Regions from separate parts of the Columba livia genome. Here region 1 is linked to region 2. The links are chromatin contacts, called in public Hi-C maps. All regions are on one chromosome and are shown on one strand. Each heading gives the region's core, a stretch centred on a gene start, on an enhancer-like site or on the middle of the called end of the contact. The rest is flanking DNA. Distances are from core to core; before and after follow the strand shown.

Region 1 (3,752 bases), core at 633-3,132, 360 kb after region 2:
TCAACAGATCCACAGGCCCCTTGTCAAAGCAAGCTGGGTGGGTGCAATGCATCAGGACTGGGTGGTAATACTTAAAGTTGTTCAAAGCCACCAGATGATGGGATACATGAAGATGTTCACTTTGCTCTTCCTTGTAATATGCACCACGCCCCACCCATGGAATACAGGAGTACAGGGCAGATCCACATTGAGCAGTACCATGTATTAGCACCTCAACATCCCTGTCTGTTTTAAAAAAGAAAAAATTGATGGTTTTGACCATAGCTACTCCTACCTTGCACACTTCCCAGCTCATCGCTTCTCAGTAGTCAGCTACAGACTAAAGCAAACCTCATGGTCTGCACATTGAAAAGACTACAAAATAGAGCTATTTTGTCTGTGCATAAAAAAAAAAAAAAAAGAGAGAGAGAAAAGAGGAAAAAAAAAAAAACCACCCCACACAACAAAACTGTGACAGCTGCAACTTTCCATCCAGATTTTTACCAACATTGCTACAAATGTTAAAACCAGATCCCACCAACAGCACCGGCTGATGAAACTGAAGGAAATGCAACAGCGTAAATGAACTACGAGAGGTTTGTAAGGACTGTATTCAATGCAATATGTACCTTGTTGCCTGATAAATTTCTGTTTCCATCTGTTATTAAGGCAACATTTTCCAATAAACCATTCTCGTTTTGGTCAGATGCTTAGATCTCTCTTCAACAGGCAAAACTGCAACTAAAACCAAAGGAAGTTTGGCCTGAGCGAGGTGGCTGAGGACCAGGCCTAGAGCACCAGACCCAAATGACACTGGTTACCAACTTACTGTGTTAATGACCCATTTACCGAAAGCTCCCCTGTAGCGACGACAGTATTTTCAGGGATCTTACCACCACCTATGATTTCCTAAGCGTTACCATGGAACACAGGGGTTTGTGTGCATGCGACCGTAAAACTTTAATTACAAATACCCTCGCTCTCTCGTACACACATAAGAAAATGAGTCTTAAACCGCGCAAAGCCCAGAGGGGGAAATAAATAACGATGCTCGGAGCCTCCAGTCCGCGGCGTCCGGCGGAGGCGCCAGGCGGACCTGCCCCGGTGCGGCTGTCCCGGCACGGGCGACACGGGGCAGTTGCGCTGCGCGTCTGCCAGACCCCGCAGCTCCCCGAAGACCCCCCGAGCCCTGCCCACCCGCAGACCCCCCCCGGAAGGCGGACACGCCGGGGAGCGCCGCGCTGCCCGAGGAGAGTTACACGCTTCCAGTCCCTGCCCGCCGCCCCCTCCCCGCTCCCCGCCGCAGGCCCGCAGCCCCCGCAAGCTCATTCCCCGCACGCAGCAGCGGCCTCACCGCCCCCCGCCGGGTCCTCGGAGTCTCCCCCCGACCTCCCACGCAGCCCCTTCGGCTCTCCCAGGCAACCCCCACGGAACACCCCGGCTCTACAGCACACCCCCGCCTTGCAGCAGCCCCCGACTCCCCGCAATCCCCCCCCCCCGACCTCCCCGGCAGCGCTGCAGCCGGGGGTCGCGCACGTCTGCCTCCAAACTTAACCCCCCCCCACCACCACCACCCTTATCTCGCAACACCTTTCCCCGGGACTCCCCCCGTCCCCGCCGCCAGGCCCCGCTCCTTACCGATCAACTCTTTGGGGACATCGGAGCTCTCCTCGGCCATGGTGGCGCTGCCCGGCGTCTGGGCTGCTTCAGCGGCGCGCCGTCCCTCCGCCCGGCGAGCCGGGCATGCAACCAGCGGGGCGGGGGAGGAGAAGAGCCGGCCGTGCGCCTCGCTGCGCTGCGTGCGTGTGTGCGGCGAACGCGGACGGAGGGAAGGGGCTTCTCCCGCCCCGCCGAGCCCGCTGCCTCTGCGCTACATGACGCCCCCGGCTGCCGGTGCGGCCAGGAGGGGCATTTCCAGGGGAGGAATGGCCGGCGGGCAGCCGTCAGGCGCGGCGGGCCGGGCTCACGGCGGCCACCGCGCCGGCTCCCTCCTTCCCCCGCACACGGCCGGCCCCTCCGCACCGCCCGGCTCCCCCCCGCCCGGCACCGGCGGCTGAGGCGCGGGCGGGAGGAGGCGGTAGCGGAGACTGCCCCCGCCCCGGGAGGGCTGGCGCCCTCACCCCGGCCCGGCCTCCTCACCTCGCGAGAGCCGCCGGGAGCCGCCCGCCCGCGCCCACCCAGCACCCGGCGGCAGAGAAGGTGGCGGCGGCGGCCCGGGGCATCACCCTCAGGGAGCCATCGCGCCCGCCCTGCCGCGGGGAGGGAGCAGGAGGACGGCAGCGGGCTGGGAAATCCAGCGCGGCGAGCACGGCCCCTCCTCCGCCCGGGCAGCCCCCGGCGCTGCGGCGGGGCCGGAGGGCGGCGGCGGGGGCCATCTGCCGGCGGCCGCGAGTGGAGCGGCTCGGCCGCCCCGGATTCCTCCCGCCGCCGCAGGCCCCGGCCGCCACCGGTGCCTCTGGTAGCAGCCCCGGCCCTTCTCAGCAGTGTCTTTCGCAGAGGCACCGCGGGAGTCCTCATCTGGGTTCATGTCGTTAAAAAAGGTGTGTGGGATGAAGGGAGTGGTTGTCAGCGTCAAGCCAGCCCTCGCCTCCTGGGAAGGGGATGGATTGCCCAGGCTAGATCACTTCAAGCCGTGGGAAAGCGTGACCTTTGATCCACAGCTCATCTGCCTCTCCTGCACTCCCCCACCTTATCTCCATAGGGACGGCAGCCACTTCAGCACCTGTTCTGAGATAACGCCCGCACCAGGGAGCGCTTAGCAAACTCCGTCTGCAGAGACAGGCAAGTCTCTCAGCCTCTGCTAGGTTGGAGGGAACCGAACATGCCTCCATTCCCAGGGGGAAAAAAAATAATCCACAAGATGCAGTGTTTTGCTTGTTGCACGTTGCCACTGATAATTTTTGTCATGTGTAACAGCCACATTATAGAAACGCTGTACTCAAGCTGCCTAGCTACAGCTATAAAAATAAGGAGAGAGGTGCTTATTGGATGAGACCGAAGGAAGAGGCTCAGCAGCTCTGGAAATCCTTCGTTTTGCTTCTGGTAGCGATGCACACACAGTTACAGTGAAAGGATCATTTTCACTGCAGCAGGACTGTGATTGGCTGCCCTCCATCCTAAAGGGGTGGATTACTGCATAAACCTCATATTTCAAGCACTCTGCAAGTGAGTGACGGATCTGGGAGATCCAAGTCATCTATGTCTGATCAGGAAAGCTGGAATGCATTCAGTGAGAGCAACAGCATTCATCCAAGAACAGGGTTTTTTGCTGGTACAATACCATACTGCCACACTCTGTTTCCCAGGGACTGCTGTGTACCCTGGTCTTCAGAAGAAACATGATGAGCAGTTTGAAATTGGCGTGACTTGTCAAACAGTTTTATTATGATTCCCTATGGCACCAACCAGCTCTCTAAATAATGTCAGAGATTATTTTACCAATATAGACAGGATTACTAAAAAAATTACTACAATATGCTCTCTTTTCAGTTTGCTGTTTACATGTATCAAATAAGGGCATCCTTTAAAGCAAATAAACAAAAAGTGAATATATTAGTAAAATAGTATAGTGAAGAAGCTATGTGCTTTTAATATATAGCAATGTCAGTCAAATCTTATCTGAATATGTATGTGTGTATGTATATTTATATACAGAATACACCATATTGCATTTCCATTGATGGTCATTGCTCTCTTTTCCTCACTGTATCTGCATCCTTTTCCTATGTATGCAGAATACCTGATGATCTCTTCCTTCCCATTAATCTTGCCTC
Region 2 (3,817 bases), core at 753-3,252:
AAAAAAACATACAGTAAAGCTCCCCTTAGAGTAGTGCAGGAGAACCACACGTGTTATGCTTTCAAACATAGTCGTGTAACAGTGTCAGCTTTTAGAAACTTCCCATTCAGTTCCCATGTCTCTTCCCATGTGAAAGTGAAAACAAAGCTGCCTTTCTGATGAAATGGTGAGAAACAGTCCCCTAAAGAGAAATCTAGCTTTGGAGTTTTGGCAACTCTGATTACATACTTTGATTATAAAACCCAGAGAGGTTGGATTTTATTAAAACAGAAGCAAAATGTTGTATTGTCCTTTTAAGTATCTAGCATTATGCCATTCACAAAGTGATTTCATGTCTGTAAAGGATAAATAATATACAAACGGGATCATGTAAATCTGCAGTTATATAGCTATACGGTCATATTTTGTTCTACCATGAAAGTTTAGTAGTTTTTATCCATGAGTTATCTAATTATCAAGTGTGTTTTCATGCTGGAACTTGTCTGCCTACACCAAAAGCCGCTTCCCATCTCATGTTTTCAAATGAGACAGAGAGTGTATTAAACAGCATTCCGACTTCAAAAAAACCCACACCTATGTGCAAGTTATACATACAATGTCCAGCATGCCCACGAATTCATCCACTCTGGTCAGCAAATCTTCTAGGTTCTTGTCTAAGCTTTCTATCTGCAAAACAGAAATAGAATCATAGAATCATTTCAGTTGGAAGAGACCCCCAGGATCGTCGAGTCCAACCATAACCTAACTGCAGCACTAAACCGTGTCCCTAAGAACCTCATCTAAACAGCTTTTGAACACCTCCAGGGATGGTGACTCCACCACTTCACCAGGCAGCCTGTTCCAGAGCCTGACAACCCCTTCTGTGAAGATTTTTTTCCCCAATATCCAACCTAAACCTCCCCTGGTGCAACTTGAAGACATTTCCTCTTGTCGTATGACTTGCTACTTGGGAAAAGTGACCAACACCCTCCATGCTACAACCTCCTTTCAGGTAGTTGCAGACAGCGATCAGGTCTCCCCTCATCCTCCTTTTCTCCAGGATAAACAGCCCCAGTTCCCTCAGCTGCTCCTCATCAGACTTGTGCTCCAGACCCCTCACCAGCTTCGTTGCCCTCCCCTGCACTCTCTCCAGCACCTCAATGTCTTTCTTGCAGTGAGGGGCCCAAAACTGAACACAGGATTCAAGGTGGGGCCTCATCAGTGCTGAGTACAGGAGGACGATCACTTCTCTAGCCCTGCTGGCCACACTATTCCTGATACAAGCCAGGATGCTGTTGGCCTTTCTGGCCACCTGGGCACACTGCTGGCTCATGTTCAGTTGGCTGTCTCTTGAACACACACACACACACACACACACACATATACATAAAACCCCTAAACAAACAAATACCACCCTCCCAAAAACAAACAAACAAAACAAAACACAAACCCCGAAAAACAACAAAAAACACAGACTCTTCCAAACGACCCTGAGCACAGACATCAGCCAGACTCACACCAGCTCAGCAGAAGTCCCACAGCTTTCCCTGCTCTTGGCTGCGCTCAGCGCAGGTGCCATCGGACACACGGGTGTACCGGCACAAACCCGCAGCGCCGCCCGCTCCGACACCTCCTCCCCCGTCCCACCCGCCCCCCCCGGGGCAGCCTCGCTCCCTGCGCCGCACACCCGCCGCCGGAGCCGAGGCCGGGCCGCTCCGGGAGACGCTCCTTGCCCCCGGGGAGCCCGGCAGGCGGAGGCCGCCCGTCCCCTCACCTCCTCGCTGAAGAGGCTGCGGTCGGCGAGCAGGTAGGCGGAATAGGCGGCGGCGGTGGCGCTGAGCGACGCCTCCAAGGCGTCCTCATCGTCGGGCTCCCCGAGGCCGGAGGCGCTGCTGTGGCTCTGGGACACGTTCCCGCTGTCCGCGCCGCGACAGCCGCCCGGCAGCTCGGCTCCGCTCACCTCCCCCGCGGCCGCCGCCATCCTGCCCCCGCCCCCCAGCGCAGCCGCACGGCAGCGGGGCGGGGCCGGCGCAGGCGCAGACTCCACAGCGGCGCGGGGAGCGGCCGGGGCCTGCGGCCTGTGCGGGCCGCCGCGCACCGGGAGCGGGGAAGCGGCCGCGCCGGGAACGAGAGCGCGAATCGGCGGTGCCTGTGCGAGCCTCAGGCTCCGCAGGAGCCGCGGGGGCCGCTGCCTCTCACCGGCCCCCGAACTGCCCCCCATGGACAGAAACGCGGCTCCCGCAGGAGGATTTGCTCTCTACAGGGGGCTAATGGGCTCCCTCAGCCACCCGCGTTAAAAGCCCCGTTCGACAACTTAAGTCTCAGACCCCAAAGGGCTCAGGCTCCTTTCTACACAGAGGTTTGGGCCGGTAATGGTCTGGATTGGGAAAGGAGCTCATCTTAAAATGACAACTAGGATAAGATGACTTCAGTTATCAATATGGTGCATACAAAAATATAAGTTACTGTGTTTTGGTTTTCCTAGTCGATGCAAATGAGCACAAAATGTTTGCAAGCCTTATAAGTTCTTTTGCAAAACATCAGCTCTGAAGCTGATACATCAATACTTGGCTAATTCATCTTGGATACAATACTTTGACACCGGTGTGCGAGATGCAGCTTATGTTTCCTGCCTCCTGAGATCAGCTGGAAGAGTTGGTATATTTTGTATAGCACCCTTTATTTGGACAGTCACAGGGAGCAGCCTCTGGGCACATGTGTGCACTAAGCCAGAGAACAGAACTACCCCAAGGCCTCAAAGCCGTGAGGTTTGAAACAAACCTTGCCATGAGGAACACAGCAAGGTTCTTGGTTCCCATGGGAATCAGTGTACCAGCACCCTTCAGCAAGCAGCACTGGGAAAAAACACCGAAAGAAACTTGGTATCACTAACAACCACCAGAGGAATCAAGGTAAAAGCAATTACTGAAATGGTTACGTATTCCAGGAATCATCAAAACCAGGTATCTTGTTTCCACGAGGAAAGATGTGCTTGAGGATACGTGAAAGGATATATAGCAGTAGAAGTAAGACAGTGCACTTTTTATTGCAGACAGGTCACATTTTCATCAGTTAAATATGGTAAAGTGAGTAACTTCAGACAGACAAATCAATTGTTCATAAAAGTAGTCTTATTTAAGGTGTAACAGAGTTTTCCTGATAAGATGGTCTGATTGCCCGAAGCACCTCCAGCTCTTAATTTTTTTACTGCACCAGTATTATATTTTTTTAAAAAAGAAAACCTTTGGCAAAGTACAAACACAGTTTTAAGATGAACAAGATCAATGTTCTATTCTTACTGTGCTGAGAAAAGTAAGTACAGCTCTAACTGCTGTGATACCTAGAAGAGGTTTAATTAAAGTGAAAGAATTTTAAAATAAAACTTTAAAAGCAAATCTAAAAGAAATAAACTAAGTTCAATGTCCCAAATATATTTAACAATGAGCAGAAGACTGGTTGTTCCACAGGTATTCTAAATTAGTGACAATGAATTAGTCCAGGCATCCTTTGTCCAGCCATTACAGATTCCAAAATGGAATGTAAATTTTCCAAACCAAGACTTCTGAATTTTCATATCCATACAATATATTTAAGAAATGTCTATTCCACCATATAAAAAAAATCTTTAATGTACTACAAAGTTAAAAACAAAAAGAAAATGACACAAGCTAAAAGTAGAAAAATACATTGTAAAACATTTATATTTTGTTCCTTACACTGATCCAGATGTAACAAAATACTTTAGATTAGACTGCTTTCGTATATTCATGGCATTTTCAGAAGCAGACAGTTACAGACAGTTATCGACTCAGTCACTGGTTACCCACTAGCCAGCATC

What was found. A called contact is a pair of places that touch in the nucleus more often than the background predicts.
Region 1: a contact with region 2 is called in a Hi-C map of liver, with 4 times the contacts expected there. The contact joins the promoter of CARMIL1 here to the promoter of BLOC1S4 in region 2. A contact is called at or near these places in 2 of 2 Hi-C or Micro-C datasets (crop and liver).

The regions. Positions count from the first base shown.
Region 1 is chr2:99,708,264-99,712,015 of bColLiv1.pat.W.v2, forward strand. It overlaps CARMIL1 (capping protein regulator and myosin 1 linker 1), which reads right to left and starts at 1,883. Exons shown (of 36, transcript XM_065052981.1): 1 at 1,618-1,883. The coding sequence starts at 1,657.
Region 2 is chr2:99,347,015-99,350,831 of bColLiv1.pat.W.v2, forward strand. BLOC1S4 (biogenesis of lysosomal organelles complex 1 subunit 4) reads right to left here and starts at 2,003. Exons shown (of 5, transcript XM_065052971.1): 1 at 1,754-2,003; 2 at 595-666. The coding sequence starts at 1,960. PARD6G (par-6 family cell polarity regulator gamma) reads right to left here. Exons shown (of 3, transcript XM_065052970.1): 3 at 3,007-3,817.